Linked DNA regions of Mus musculus: all the other regions are linked to region 2. The links are chromatin contacts, called in public Hi-C and HiChIP or PLAC-seq maps. All regions are on one chromosome and are shown on one strand. The core of a region is the stretch at or near the end of the contact, and the rest is flanking DNA. Distances in the headings are between cores, read along the strand shown. Region 1 overlaps Syt9 (synaptotagmin IX). Region 2 holds the start of Syt9 (synaptotagmin IX). Region 3 overlaps Syt9 (synaptotagmin IX). Region 4 has its middle 46 kb from the start of Rbmxl2.

Region 1 (3,676 bases), core at 346-2,845, 72 kb before region 2:
GAGTATCCATATATATATATATAAAAGAAATGGAAAGAATCTTGAAGGGGGAAGGGATGATCAAATAAATTAGCCTAATATGAAAATATTAGGTAATGGAAAGAAATAAACAGCTAATAATTTTCCAGAACTGATTCGAGAAAAGATGCTTAGATTCAGAACTGTATTCTGACCAGGATAAATACTACTCCTGAGCATATACCCAAAAGATGCGCCAACATGCAATAAGGGCACATGCTCCACTATGTTCATAACAGCCTTATCTATAATAGCCAGAAGCTGGAAAGAACCCAGATGTCCCTCAACAGAGGAATGGATACAAAAAATGTGGAACATTTACACAACAGAATACTGCGCAGCTATTAAAAACAATGAATTTACGAAATTCTTAGGCAAATGGATGGATCTGGAGGATATTATCTTGAGTGAGGTAACCCAATCACAAAAGAATACACATGATATGCACTCACTGGTAAGTGGATATTAGCGCAGAAGCTCGGAATACCCAAGATACAATTTGCAAAACACATGAAACTCAAGAAGGAAGACCAAAGTGTGGATACTTCAATCCTTCTTAGAAGGGAGAACAAAACACCCATGGAAGGAGTTACAGAGACAAAGGGTGGAGTAGAGACTGAAGGAAAGGCCATCTAGAGACTGCCCCACCTGGGGATCTATCCCATACACAATCACTAAACCCAGACACTATTGATGCCAACAAGTGCTTGCTGACAGGAGCCTGATAAAGCTCTCTCCTGAAAGGCTCTCTGCCAGTGCCTGACAAATACAGAAGTAGATGCTCACAGCCATTCATTGGACTGAGCATAGGGTCCCCAATGAAGGAGCTAGAGAAAGGACCTAAGGATCTGAGGGAGTTTGCAGCCCCATAGGAGGAATAACAATATGAACTAACCAGTACCCCCAGAGCTCCCAGGGACTAAACCATCAACCAAAGAAAATACATGGTAGGACTCTTGGCTCCAGCTGCATATGTAGCAGAGGATAGCCTAGTCAGACATCAATGGGAGGAGACACCCTTGGTTCTGTGAAGGCTCTATGCCCCAGTGTAGGAGAATGTCAGAACCAGGAAGTGGGAGTGGGTGAGTTGGTGAGCAGGGGGAGGGGGGTGTTGGAGGGGAAACCAGGAAAGGGGATACCATTTGAAATGTATATAAAGAAAATATATAAAAAAAAGAAATGCCTAATTAGCAATGTCATAATTAAAATATAGAACACTAAGGAGGAAAGGAAGCTCTAGAGGTCAATAAAAGAAGGAAAATTGACATAGAAAGTAATAAATGTCAGAATAAATATTGACTTTAAAAGGAAGGAAACAATGGAATTATTGCTTCACATTACCAAAATCAAACAGAGAATTTTGTTCACCTAAATTTTTATTCCCAGGAAAATAACCTTCAAAAAACAATCTTAAAACAAAGCCACATTTGGGAGCTGTGGGTTTGGCTTCAGTATCTATGGACATTCCAAGAACCAGACAGCCCAGTTTCATGCTCCTGACTTCTTTGTTGTGAGGACCTCAGGAGAAGCCAGCCGCTAAGGGAGTCTACATCATGGAAAGAGATAAATAAACCTCAAGGCCTCCGGGGGCACAAGCAGGAATGAATAGAAGGTCCAAAATAGTCCTCCAACAGAAGCGATGAAGTACAAACTCCCTTGCTTCCAGAGCAAACATGAACTGCACACAAGCAGCACTCCATGTACCACTCACACGCATCAAGGCAGAACACACCAGCAAACTGAACTCAGCAGCAGTCAGAAAAGGCAACACATCACAGCACGGCTGGATTAATCTAGAACATCAGACTGAATGGAGATTAGAAAACTGATCAACATTAGTGACCATAATAGTAGATTAAAGAAGCCCCTGAAAATCACATCATTTGAGAGAGGGACAACCATTCCTAACAGTCCTGAGGTCAGTCCTGTAGGAACAGAGAGAGACTTTATTTGAGACAGGGTTTCCCGATGCAGCCCAAGTTGTGATTGATTCTCTTGCTTTAGTTTCCTGAGCACTGGAAATGATGGTGTGAGACAGCATACTTGGTAGAGGGATGCAACCTCAATATGAAGGTACCCACTAATACCTCTAGGAAAAACTATACTCTGCAAGAGTATAAAGACAGTCTATGTAAAATATGGAACAAGTCAAAGATGCCTGTTTATCCCTTATTTACTGTTTCAAACCCTCCTGGGTATCCTAGTTTGTACGTTAAACAACAACAAAGTCAAAAAAAGGACCAAGAAATAAAAAAGGCACGGACCAGAAAGCAACAAGGCCATCATAATTCCTACATGACTGATTATTTACAAAGAAAATGTAGAAGCACCTATAAGGATTAGGGATTTTACAAGAATTACAAAATTTCACTTATATACCTGCAATAGTCAGAAATGCTATTTTAGAAGTTACCATTTAAGGTAACAAAAATGGGTAAAGACAAATCTAGCAAAAGTCTGGCAAGATCTTTATGTAGAAAAACCACAAAGCCTGAAGGCAAGACTTTAAATAAAGATAATCTATCTATCTATCTATCTATCTATCTATCTATCTATCTATCTATCTGGATAGAACACTATGACTAGAAAGGTGTAAACTTTCCTCAAACTGTCCCACAGACCTAATACACCCCCACCCAACCAGGAATGGCCCTTTGCTCATGCGAGGCCAATGCTCTACCCAACCTCTCTAGGACATAACACATAATGCAATGTTAGTGCTGTACAAATGCATTTAAAAATATTTTCAGTTGAATTTGAGGATTCAGAATCCCTGGGCAGAGTATAGAATTATATCAGCATCAAGTTAAGACAAATTGAAAATGAGAGGGAAAAATACTATAATTAAAAGAACTATTTTATTATAAAATATTGATAGTTTAAGATCCGAAAAGAAATAACTTTTATTTGATAACGGAGCTCTAAAAATTATGTGAAAAAATCTTGTTATCATCTAAAACTAAACTAAGGGAAGACAAGACCTGCTTTTCTAGATTCTGGAATAAGAGCAATTGGCAAGCCCAGCAATTAGAAGATGCAGTCAAGTAGAACTGTGGATGGAAAGGAATCCAGGAGCAGATTCTTCCTCCGTGGAAACCCACAGATGTCAGAGCATGCACCACGCTGCACAGTACTGGGAAAATGCTCCAGACAATCCCTTCTCTACTTAAAAAATAAATGTGGATGTGTCATAAGGTGAACTAGAGTCTAATCCTCGAGTGTAATGGCAGACTGGGTGGATCGTTTAAACCGTGTTTGGATTTAGATGAAGTTATGAGAGTGGGGCCCCATGTAGAAGTAGTGTTCTTCTTACAAGGTTAGAGCTCAGGCTCTCTTCACCATGTGAAAACACAGAGAAGGCAGGGAGGAGCCCCAGGAGAAGTGACCTTTGCCAAGACCAGGCTTGAGAGCTGAGAGAAGTCAACGTCTGCTAAGCCAGTCAACCTGTGAGATCTTGAAATGGGGGCCAGATCGACCAACTTAAGATGATTCTGTGTTACATGATAAAAAAGAAGTCCATTCTAGGAAAACAAAATTTATATTTTATACATACACATATGTATATGTGAATATGTATGTATGAGTTTATATGTATACATATATACATATGCATATGCTTATGTATATGTGTGTGTGTCAGAAGCAGGAGGCTCTCTGA
Region 2 (3,636 bases), core at 1,023-3,522:
TGTCTCAAGCTCAGGCTACTTCCTGACACAATGAAAAGAGCCAGAGGGGCAGGAGCTACCTCAAAGCCATGTGCCCTAGTTTAAGCAGAACACAGCTTTCAGGAAGTCAGGGAACAGCAAGACAGTCATTGAAAGCAATTTCCCAGTTCAGGAACCAGAGTTCCTCTTGTAAGGAGTATGCTTGGGACTCTTCCTTCAGGCCCACCCAGTGTGGAAACTGGGAGAGTCTAGGCACATGGGAAGCAGTCACTTCATTAAATGGAAGAGAGAGAGAACTGACCAGAAAGATGTGGCTTATTAAAGCCCAATTCAGAGACAGGCTGCATCCCCCTTCTCTTGTAAAGCCAAAGATGACAACTTGTCTGAGATAACAAGGAAAATCTGCTTCACAGGGGCAGGAACACAAAGAGAGGTGTCAGTACTAACATGAGCTTTGGGAAAAGTGTGTTAATAATGAGCTTGGTCCTGCTATGTAAGCACAGAACACCCCACACTCAGAGCATCTTTCTGGGATTCCTGGGGGGAGGTGAGGCACTTCCATTCATATCTGTGGTCTGTGGGGCACACGCTCATCCATCAAAGAGCCACTCAGAAGCTGGACAACCAAGCCTCCAGGGAAATCACTGCAATCTGTAGTTCTCCACTTAATTCTCCCCTTTGGAGTAAAAGATTGGAGATCATTTGAGAAATTTATTAATGTAACCATGAGCATGAAAAAAAAATAGATCCTCTGAGTACAGAAAAATGTGACAAACTTTTAACACCTGCCTTTGCCACACACACTGAGCATTGTCCTATTAAAGGTAGGTTGTTTAAATGGGCTCGTTCCTAGTTAAAAGTCAAGTCACTCTTTATCCTTTGTAAATGTATTTTTATAGAATGAACTGGCTTGAAATGAGAAATGCTCACATTTACTTGTTTGCACAGCAATTGCTTATTGCCAATGTCTGCACACAGGAACATCAAGGCAAAGGCCATTCTTTCATCCCTCTTTTAACAGTCTAACCATGATTTGCCTTTTAACATTTAAAACACTTAGACTGGAAAAATATTCGAGATTATGAGTCCTCCAGCCTAGAAGATGCTCAGGAAATATCCAAAAGGAATGAATGCATCTTTCCAGTGCCCAATGATGAGTAAGAAAACAGTAGGACTTGCAAACTGCTCAAATAAAACACCTTCCTCTGACCTTAATTGGTCAGATGCCAAAGTAAGCGAACTTTACAAAGTTAGGAGCCTCACAACTTTCACTAGGACAACTGCCAGCTGCAGCAAGCCCACCACTCTAGTGTGCCAAGCTATCACTGCGAGACAAACTGGGAGCCAAGGCCTCATTGCCTAAGCACCTTGAGACATGAAAGGAGAGGGTTCAGGCCCAGCCGCTCTAGTCGTGTGACTCTGGGGCCCGGCCCCAGACAAGATCTTGTCTGGTCCTTTCCACAGTAGAGCCTGGGGGGAAACTGGGCACTCAGGTTGAGCAGCTTCGGGTGGAAATCAGCCCGGCTGTGCCAAACTCCCAACTTCACAGAGTTTCCTTGGCTCTCAGATCCCACTCCCAGCTCCGAGGCCTCCGTGGCCTCGCCTGGCTCCCGGGCGCTCGCGAGTGAAGTGGCGGGCGCAGCCCCGAGCTCAGGAGCCGCCCCCAGGAGCCCAGCGCAGGTGGCGGGCGTGGTTCCTCCAAGCCTGCCCCAGCCCACCCTGGCTCGGCCTCCGCGCGGCAGCCTCCGCCCGAGTTCGCCGGGTTCCAGCATCAGGCCGTGGTGCGCTGGTTGTGGAGACCTACTTGGGCTCAATGGTCACCCATTGCCCTCCTCCAGTCTGCGTCGCTCTCCTGCCTCAGGCCCTGGCTAGGTCCCCAAGTCCCCATTTCAGGGCCCTCGAGTCGCGCCCGCCAGCGGCGGCGGCCGCGCTTACCTGGGTCGCGGAGCCGGGGTCTGGCACGGTCCCGCAGGTGGTAGATGAAATCTTGGCAGCTGTCGTGCTCCAGGGCCCCTCGGGCACAGAGCTCGGCCAGCAGCTGCAGCGCCTGGTGACAGAGCGCGTCCCTGGCCCCGGGCATCGCCCCCCCGCATCCTCGGACCGCGCCGGGCAGGCGGGCGCGGGAGAAAGCCCTCCGCCTGCCAGCTCAGAGCTGCCGCCGCCGCCGCCGCCACCGGCCGGTCCGCGCTCCCCACCCGAGCCGCAGCGCCAGCCGGGTCGGCCTCCCACCGGTTGCATGCAGCTCTCGGAGAGCCGCTCGCTCGGGCTTTCTCCGTCTCCCGCGCGGCCCCTCGTCCCTCCCTCGGCGCGGAGGGGAGGCGGCGCCGCACAGCCCAGCGCGCCTCTCCGCGCTCCGCCCGCTACTCGCGGCCGCCGGGGGCGGGGCCGGGTCAGGGGTGCGCGCCGCGGGCGGGGGTTTGCCGCGGCCGCCGCAGAGCAGGCGCGCCAGGTAGGGACCCGGGACGGGGGCGCTCGCCCACTGCAGGAGAAGCGCCTGATTCCGCTCCGGACCCTGCGCTGTGAGCGGCCGCGCCCAGGATCAGGAAGTACGAGCTGGTGCGCGTGCTAGACGCTCTTGGCACCCCATTTCTCCGCCCAGATGCAAACCTAGCATCCCTCAGGGCTCTGGAGCCACGCGTGGGTCCAAAGCACGTTCTCGGTTGTATGGAGCGAAGGCTGGAGGGTAGACTACACCTGCCGAGATCTCAGTACCTTCTTTAAACTTGGAAAGCGCGGTCTGAGCAGAAACCGCGGGCCCAGGGGTGTCACGCGCCCAAATGCGGGGTTTAGAGCCAAGATTTTCCAACAAAGAATGGATGCACAGCGTGATGGTGATTTGGAGAAGGTGGAGGCTCAGATAAGAAATGAGGACAGATGTATGGCCCTCCGGAAAGACGCTGAGGCTCACCTGGAGCTTTGCAGGTCCTGATTGGTTTTCTAAGAAGCTGATTGGAAATGCGAAGGTTGCCAGCATTTCCCTGGCACAGGAGACAGAGGATCCAGAATTTGTGGATGTTTGGAAAGACCTCAGTCACCTCTCATCTACCCATCTCTTCATTTTTTTAGGCACTCAGCCCAGAAATAACCACAAATTATTTAGCTTGTTTGTGTGCCCAAGGCACTGTGCCACAGCCTTTTGTATAGTTTCATTTAATTCTCTAGATAGAGAGCCTTAAACGTGTGTGTGTGTGTGTGTGTGTGTGTGTGTGTGTGTGTGTGTGTGTGATCTCCACGCTGCCACTAAAACAACAGACTCAAGAGAGGTGGTACTTGCCTAAGTTCATAAGAGACTTCTCCCCCACCCTCTCTCTCCCTGCCTCTCATCCACCCGCTCCTCTTTTTCTTTCTCCCTGATTCTCTTACATATTTATGTAATCCTAATGTCAAACTTCATTCTAGAACAATTAGCTAGGACTCTTACCCATAAGGATGTGCTGTCTAAGAATCATATTGCAAATAAGGAATATTTGCTCAACAGACAAAACTTGAAGTTGTGTGGTGAGCAGTGCTGGGTTTGGTGGAGTTTATATTAGAGTAATAGAGAATGGGCAGCTGTAGTTATAAAGGTAAATCCAGATAGCTGTGGAAAGGCACGTAGAGTCTATTTTGGGTTTCTATTTTTAGTTTGTTTGGTTTTTTTTTTTTTTCCCCACTTCC
Region 3 (3,847 bases), core at 1,014-3,513, 91 kb before region 2:
TGGAGGTGGGTCCTACTGGCATGAGTGACTCGCCTGGCAGAGCTATGGGAACTGCTGGGTGGTTCTCACAAGTGTGCTAGAATCCAATCACAATCTTTAGTCCAGAGTTGGCGAAGGGATTGTGACAGGCAAGGCACGGTAGCTCACGCCCAGAACCTTGGAGGTGGAGGCAGGGAGACAGGCAGCTTGAGGTCATCCCCCACTACAGAGTGAGTTTTAGGCCAGCCTGAGCTATAGAAACCCCATCTCACAACAGTAACCAGATGTCAACTATCATATGGAGACACAAAGTATGGAGAGTACTATAACAGAAAATGAGAAGCTTGGATTTTGGAAAATAGACCTGTTTTCAGATTTGGGCTCACTAATACTAATACTTGCTGAAGTCATGGTTCCTTCCTGTTCTCCTCAGTTTCCTTTACTATAAAAAGAATATAATAGCCATTTCACACGTGTGTGAGTTAACTGTGATGCTGGGGTCTGGCACAGCGGAAGTGTGGACGCCTTCTGCTCCTCTTTCCCGCCGTGGGCTTGAGAACTCTCTCTAGGCAGAAGCTCCATCAGAAACAATGGAGTCTCTCAGCCTGCAGAAACTTTTAGTCCTGATTTCTCTTTATTTTTTTTTTTCTAGCAAGTATATTCAGGAAGTACGTTTGCATATGGGTGGTGAGATCAGGGAATTGGGGGAGAGAGTGAAGCAGGTGGACTCTGGGAAGTCAGATGATGATAGAATAATGGGGCTGGGTTCTGGGAAGTGGAGGGAGTTTTGTTTTGTGCTTCTCATTGTGGTAGAGCAGACATGACACACCATTCACCACTTTAACCATCTGTAAGTGTGCTGCTCGGCTGCTATTAGCACTTGAGAATTTGTGGCCACCAGCACTCTCCCCTCCATTAACCTCGTCATTCCAAACAGACACTCTGGAGCCATTAAACAATCTCCCTGTCCCCCCACGCCTGGCAACCCAGAAGAGGTTCTGAACTTGAAATTTCCTGTTCTAAACCCAGCTGTGAGTTTCTGACAACCCTGGAAGCCACTCCCTAAAAGGTGTAGGCAGTTAGAGCCACAACTGTGTGGCCATTCTGCCTGAGAGCCCAACAGTACTGCTGCTTAGCTGTGGCCCTGGAGTTTCTTTGGTTGATGATAGATTGATAGAGATCACCCCACTCTCCTTCTTTCTTCAATGTCAGTCAAACAGACTTGAGCTACTTCTAAAAAAAAAAAAATGTTAGAATTGGGGAGGAGTGTAAGAGACAAAGGTGGTGGATGGCATCAAGAAAATAGTGTCTTCCAGACACAGCAGGGCAGTTGTACAAATGAACTCACAAAGACTGACACAGAATGGGTAAGACTTGTACAAGCTCAAACCAGACAAAATCCCAGCATGGAGAGGGGAAAGTAGGTGGTAACCCCCAGCATTAGCTGAGTAGGGATTGGCTTTTGATAGCTGCTGGGAGAGACAGTAAGCTCTTTAATGATGTGACCTCTGATAGGTTGACCATACTCCAGGACAGACTCCACATACAGGAATTGTAAGGTAACATCAACTGGATTTGAAGAAAATTCAAGTTGGGTGGGTAAGGAGGGGAGAGGGAGAGGGGTGGTTCAATCCCCATTAGGGAAGGGGACTGAATACAATCAAAACATATTATATAAAATTATATGGGTTAATAAAAATATTTTTTAAAACTTGTTAAAATGGAGACACATAGACTAGAGCTACAAAGCTCACAACTGGGCAGACATGACATCTAAAAGACAGGGAGGGAGGAACTCACTGGTTAAAAGGACCAGCTCAATTTTTAAGTAACATCCAGCCACAATCTGGAAATATAGAGGATTTTCGTGTGTGTGTGTGTGTGTGTGTGTAATGCCAACAGGAGGTCTGATGGCTGGTACCTGTAAGGGATTAAATGCCAAAAATAGCTCAAGGCATTAACAATATGCAGGGAATGAAGAGCTCATGAAGCAGAGGGCAGTAAAACCTCAAACAAAAATGCTAATGAGAGAAGAATTCTTCAGGAATTGTGGGTCAGTGGGACCTTCCTCCACTCAACCTACAGCCATATACTTCAATAGCAGCAGGATCATGTATCTTTCTCCCTGACCCAGTTTGTTAAGAAGTCTCTGAGGGATGTCAAACTGATCTTCAATGAAGGAAATAAATAGTGTAGATAAATTTTCTAGCACTGCCCTGTTTTGAGTAAAGCCATGCTGATGGCCAGGTGACATTTGCATGGCCATCTGGTGACATTTCTTTTTGGGAACAGATTAATAGAGACTGGGGTGGATGGTAGAGTTGGTGCACAGGCCAATACAAGATTCTCTGTGGAGTTATGCACATCTTTGTAGGAGGAGGTCCCTGGTTTTTGTTTTGTTTGTTTTTCTATGAGAATGTGGTCATACAGTAATTATCTAATAATCAGTGGATGGATAGAGTGCTCCTTCAGTGAAGATGGGGAACCTTTTAATTCTGAAAGTATCAATCGACACAAAGCCTAACTATGCAAGTTTCTTGTTATGAAATTATAAATCTCTTGCCTCAGTGGTCCAGGATAAGAAGAAAATAAACACAGCTCCAGCCAGTTTGCGCTTCATGGAATCACTCTTGCTTCAGATCCAACAACCTATAGTCCCCTTCTCCAGGGGTGTGTGTGTGTGTGTGTGTGTGTGTGTGTGTGTGTGTGTGTGTAGGGCCTGAAGCTACTGATTAGGCTCGTCTTGCTGGTCATAGCCCCTGGTGTCTGCTTGTCTTGAACAAATGCTTTGCTGGCCCTTGGCCCACGCCCCTAAGCTCTGCTTCCATTGAGTTTCTCATCCTCATTTCAACATGACAAGATAATAACATTCTCTCAGTTCTGCTTACCACCTTCTTGACAAGCTGCTATCCATGTGCCAATGGGAAAGATCAGGGACCTTTTCTTCCAATCCGACTGGAAGCCTCACCTGCCCTCTCTTTCAGTTCTTAGGACCTGTGGTGTGCCTTACTTCGGAGATAATGTAGCCACTATCACTAATGTGTAAATGAGCTTCCTCAGTGCCTGGCCCTAGGACCACTGCCTTGCCCTCACTGAAAAGGATCAATGAAGGCCATTTGAATGCAGTGTTGGTCAACTGATCAGTGCCAGCTTCTTTTCCAGTCAGGAAGATCAGCCCCAAAGGAGAAGTGAGAGAAGCTTCTGTGAAGGCTAGATGAGGTCGCTTGGGAATACCTGGATGGGAGGGGAAGCAAGACTAGGGCTCTTCAGGGATGGGGGGCCTCATCTACTCACAGAGAGAGTCCTTGAAGATACAGAACTGCTGTGTCTTTGAGTGAACAACCACGGAACACTGTGGTTCTCAACCTATGGGTTGTGACCCCGTTGAAAGCCAAACAACCCTTTCACAGGGGCTGTATATCAGATATCCTGCATATCAGATATTTACATTACATTTACATCACAGTATTAAAATGCTACTTACATCTATGAAGTAGCATCAAAAATAATGTTATGGTTGGGGATCACTACAACATGAGGAACTGTACTGAAGGGGCACAGCATTAGGAAGGTTGAGACGCACTGACAGAGCACTTGCAAATGAAGCACCATGGAAAGGGGCTAAACCAGGAAAAGGCAGAACTTTAAAGATGGGTATTTCTGGTCAGAGGGATTGTGGATGGCATTCAGGATGATCTATTCTTCTATTTAATTTTTCTTTAATCAAGCAGATTACTTAATAAAGGAAAAAGCCAACATTATTTTTGAAAAGTAAAATACATTCCAAGGTTTGCAAAGGTCAAAGATAAAGTAAGATTGAGTTTAAAATGTATTTTGAAGCCACGCCTCAAAATGTGTCTATAATTAT
Region 4 (3,455 bases), core at 542-3,041, 120 kb after region 2:
GGGGTACTGGCTAGTTCATATTGTTGTTCCACCTATAGGGTTGCAGACCCCTTCAGCTTCTTGGGTACTTTCTCTAGCTCCTCCATTGGGGGCCCTGTGTTCCATCTTATAGCTGACTGTGAGTATCCACTTCTGTGTTTGCCAGGCACTGGCATAGCCTCACAGGAGACAGCTATATCAGGGTCCTTTCAGCAAAATCTTGCTGGCATATGCAATAGTGTCTGGGTTTGGTGGCTGATTATGGGATGGATCCCCGGGTGGGGTAGTTTCTGGATGGTCCATCCTTTCTTCTTAGCTCTAAACTTTGTCTCTGTAACTCCTTCCATGGGTATTTTGTTCCCTATTCTAAGAAGGAATGAAGTATCTAATGAAGTATTGGTCTTCGTTCTTCTTGATTTTCTTATGTTTTGCAAATTGTATCTTTTAAATAACATTTATGTAAGTTTTCTGTGCCTGTTTTCCCCATCTATAAGTTGGAAATAGTACATATAATTCAGAAGGCTGTTTCATTAAAGGAAACACTGAACAAGCATTTGCACACTGCCTCCAGGGAACACTGGAGCACTGAAAACATTTCTGCATCACAGGTGAGATGGAATTCTTCCATCTCCTTTGGAAGCACAGGCAAGTACATCACTGGCACCTTTCCAATTATTCATTTCGGTTTTTTCATTCATTAACATTCGACAGATGATGGTGATGTACTGGGTTTTCTTCTAGGAGCTGAGCATCCATTCAAAACCAAAGTCCTAACTATAGAAACTGCAGCTGGGGCCTGTGCACTCCTTAGTCCCTGGGAGTTCTGGGGAGGTCTGTGGGAGTAGGTGGGTGGGTGGGTGGGTGGAGGAACACCCTCACAGAAGCAGGGGAGGGAGGATGTGATACGGTGTTTCCGGGAGGGAGGGAAACTGGGAAAGGGGATAACATTTGAAATGTAAATAAAGAAAATATCCAATTAAAAAAAAAAAAAAAAGAGCCGGGCGTGGTGGCGCACACCTTTAATCCCGGCACTCGGGAGGCAGAGCTATACAGAGAAACCCTGTCTCGAAAAAAAAAAACAAAAACAAAAACAAAAAAACCAACCAACCAACCAAACAAACAAACAAACAAAAAAAAAAAAAAAAAAAAAAAAAAGAAGAGAAAAGAAAAGAAAAGAAAAGAAACTGCACCTTTACCCTGGGAAAAATTTACAAGAATGAATTCACAGCTACAAAGTCATATGGTTATCCATTTTCTGTCACTACTTAAACACCTTAAACTAAATTATATACTGGTAGCTATCTTAGACTAGAGGGACCATAGAAAGACAGTTAAATAAAAATAACAATGAAAATATTGGAGGCACAACAGTTCTCCTTTATCTACCAAGGATGTGTGTCCCCAGGACTCCAGCTTAGCCTGAGTTTGAACATCCTAGACTCTAGAGCTATGGTTTTACCTATACATACATACAAACCCATAATATGCTTTTGTTTTTCAAATCTGCATAGTAACAGAGTGACTAAAGCAGCACTAAAGTATAAGAACAATAATATGATATGACAAAATTAGCAGGATGACTATCTTTAAGACTATGAAGAACAAAGCAAGGATTACTTTGAACATAAGCACTGCCTCTGCTGGAGTTCTAGTTTCATCACTCTCTTCTGTGACCCTCGGGATCTAACAAGGCACTTCACATATACTGGTCAGCGTTCCAGGCTGGACACACAAGTACTGTGATACTGCAGCAGTTGGTCTGCTAACTGAGATGGCTACTGAGTAACCAACAAGCAGGTGGCATATACTGCCTGGATACTCTGAGCCATGGGATGTATCACATCCTGTTTAAGACAGACCAAGATGATATGGGATCTCATTACTGTTCTCCTCCAACTTTTTTACTAATAGTTTTTGGACCACAGCTAACTAAGATTAATTGGAACCACAGAAAATATGACTATTTTAGTCAATGCTTACCAGAAAAAAAAAAAAAAAAAAGGACAAAAACCTAACCCTTAAGAAGGCATTTCTGAGCCAGGCGTGGTGGCGCACGCCTTTAATCCCAGCACTCGGGAGGCAGAGGGGCAGAGGGGCAGAGGGGCAGAGAGGCAGAGAGAAAGGCAGAGAGGCAGAGAGGCAGAGGCAGAGAGGCAGAGAGGCAGAGAGGCAGAGAGGCAGAGAGGCAGAGAGGCAGAGAGGCAGAGAGGCAGAGGCAGAGAGGCAGAGAGGCAGAGAGGCAGAGAGGCAGACAGGCAGAGAGGCAGACAGGCAGAGAGGCAGAGAGGCAGAGAGGCAGAGAGGCAGAGAGGCAGAGAGGCAGAGAGGCAGAGAGGCAGACAGGCAGACAGGCAGAGAGGCAGAGGCAGAGGCAGAGGCAGAGGCAGGTGGATTTCTGAGTTCAAGGCCAGCCTGGTCTACATAGTGAGTTCCAAGTCAGCCAGGGCTACACAGAGAAACCCTGTCTCAAAAACAAAAAACAAAAAAAAACCCAAAAAACAAACAAACAAACAAAAAAACCAAACAAACAAAACCCCAAAAAACAGAATGCATTTCTGAGTCCTTAAAAACGGTTATAAAGATGATGAAGTGTAGCTTTTCACAGTTAATGGTTTCTGGCAGGATAGAGGCAGGGGAGGATCCATTTTTCTTTAAGGGGCTGCCCAGTGGGAGTTTGACCATGCTCTAAGGAGTATTTGGGCAATACACATTAGACTTGGTGTGTTTTGGGAGGGGTTGGGGTAGGGGTGCAAGGGAGAGGGGAGGAGGGTAGACCTGGGAGGAATGAGAAGCAGTGTGATCAGGGTACATTGTATGAAATTCCCAAACACTAAATATATGTTGTCGGGTGGTGGTGGTGGTGTCTCTCTGAGGATATCCTGAAGAAACAAAATGCAGAAGACATGTACTGCAGACACAGGTAATAACTAGTGTGGTGCCTCTCAAGTGGGAATGATCATCCTCATTTCAGAAGCAGAAAGTATCTTTAATGGAACAGGCAAGAAAAGATAAGAGAACAGACTGGAACGTTCTGTGAGGCTTCTTAGGCCAGAGATTTTATTATGAATGAAAATTTAAAGCAGTAGAGTAGCAAGATTGACTTACATTTTAAAAGCTAACTCTGACTTACAAGAGTGAATTCTGTAGGAGCAGGATTGCACCAGGAGCAAGAAAAATCATCAAGCAGAAAACCAACATCAACGGCCAACTAGCACCACCAAGGCAGAGGCGTGCAAAAGCAGATGGAGTCACTTAGAGTTAGAAATAGAGTTCTCTCAGTTACTATTGCTATTGTTATGACAAATTGCCCTGGAAAGAGTTCCTTAGGGAAGAGAGGGCTTATCTGGCTCACAGTTTAAGATACTATACATCTGAGCAGGGAAGTCAAGGCAGATGGAGCTTGAAGTAATTGGTCATATTCTGTTCACAGACGAGAGTGTTATTTTCTTGATTGCCAAGATTTCTTGTTTGTTCAG

The links. Hi-C and Micro-C count contacts between places; a contact is called where the count stands out from the background. HiChIP or PLAC-seq counts read pairs in DNA pulled down with a chosen protein or histone mark.
Region 1: a contact with region 2 is called in a Hi-C map of olfactory sensory neurons, with 1.6 times the contacts expected there. The contact joins the enhancer-like site here to the promoter of Syt9 in region 2. A contact is called at or near these places in 2 of 484 Hi-C or Micro-C datasets (nephron progenitors and olfactory sensory neurons), 1 of 115 datasets of contacts at active chromatin or transcription factors (embryonic stem cells) and 2 of 9 other capture datasets (adipose tissue and pancreatic islet).
Region 3: a Hi-C map of cerebellar granule neurons shows a contact between it and region 2, with 1.8 times the contacts expected there. The contact joins the enhancer-like site here to the promoter of Syt9 in region 2. A contact is called at or near these places in 3 of 484 Hi-C or Micro-C datasets (cerebellar granule neurons, cerebellum and nephron progenitors) and 1 of 9 other capture datasets (adipose tissue).
Region 4: a contact with region 2 is called in an H3K4me3 HiChIP or PLAC-seq map of embryonic stem cells, with 5 times the contacts expected there. The contact joins the enhancer-like site here to the promoter of Syt9 in region 2. A contact is called at or near these places in 3 of 39 promoter capture datasets (hippocampal neurons and liver), 3 of 484 Hi-C or Micro-C datasets (cortical neurons, embryonic stem cells and nephron progenitors), 5 of 115 datasets of contacts at active chromatin or transcription factors (embryonic stem cells, forebrain and stem cell-derived neural progenitor cells) and 1 of 9 other capture datasets (pancreatic islet).

Annotation. Positions count from the first base shown.
Region 1 is chr7:107,440,525-107,444,200 of GRCm38.p6, reverse strand. All of the region lies in intron 3 of Syt9 (synaptotagmin IX), which reads right to left. Among named protein-coding and RNA genes, the nearest start is that of Syt9, 72 kb to the right of the region's middle. Within about 2 kb of position 1,595, at least 1 of the 459 cell types and tissues checked has an H3K27ac peak or open chromatin away from gene starts, as enhancers often do. A contact at or near this core is called in olfactory sensory neurons, where this site is marked.
Region 2 is chr7:107,369,426-107,373,061 of GRCm38.p6, reverse strand. Syt9 (synaptotagmin IX) reads right to left here and starts at 2,272. Exons shown (of 7, transcript NM_021889.4): 1 at 1,915-2,272. The coding sequence starts at 2,059.
Region 3 is chr7:107,460,292-107,464,138 of GRCm38.p6, reverse strand. The region is part of intron 3 of Syt9 (synaptotagmin IX); the gene reads right to left. Among named protein-coding and RNA genes, the nearest start is that of Syt9, 91 kb to the right of the region's middle. Within about 2 kb of position 2,263, at least 2 of the 459 cell types and tissues checked have an H3K27ac peak or open chromatin away from gene starts, as enhancers often do. A contact at or near this core is called in cerebellar granule neurons and cerebellum, where this site is marked.
Region 4 is chr7:107,253,292-107,256,746 of GRCm38.p6, reverse strand. No RefSeq gene overlaps it. Among named protein-coding and RNA genes, the nearest start is that of Rbmxl2, 46 kb to the right of the region's middle. Within about 2 kb of position 1,791, at least 4 of the 459 cell types and tissues checked have an H3K27ac peak or open chromatin away from gene starts, as enhancers often do. A contact at or near this core is called in embryonic stem cells, where this site is marked.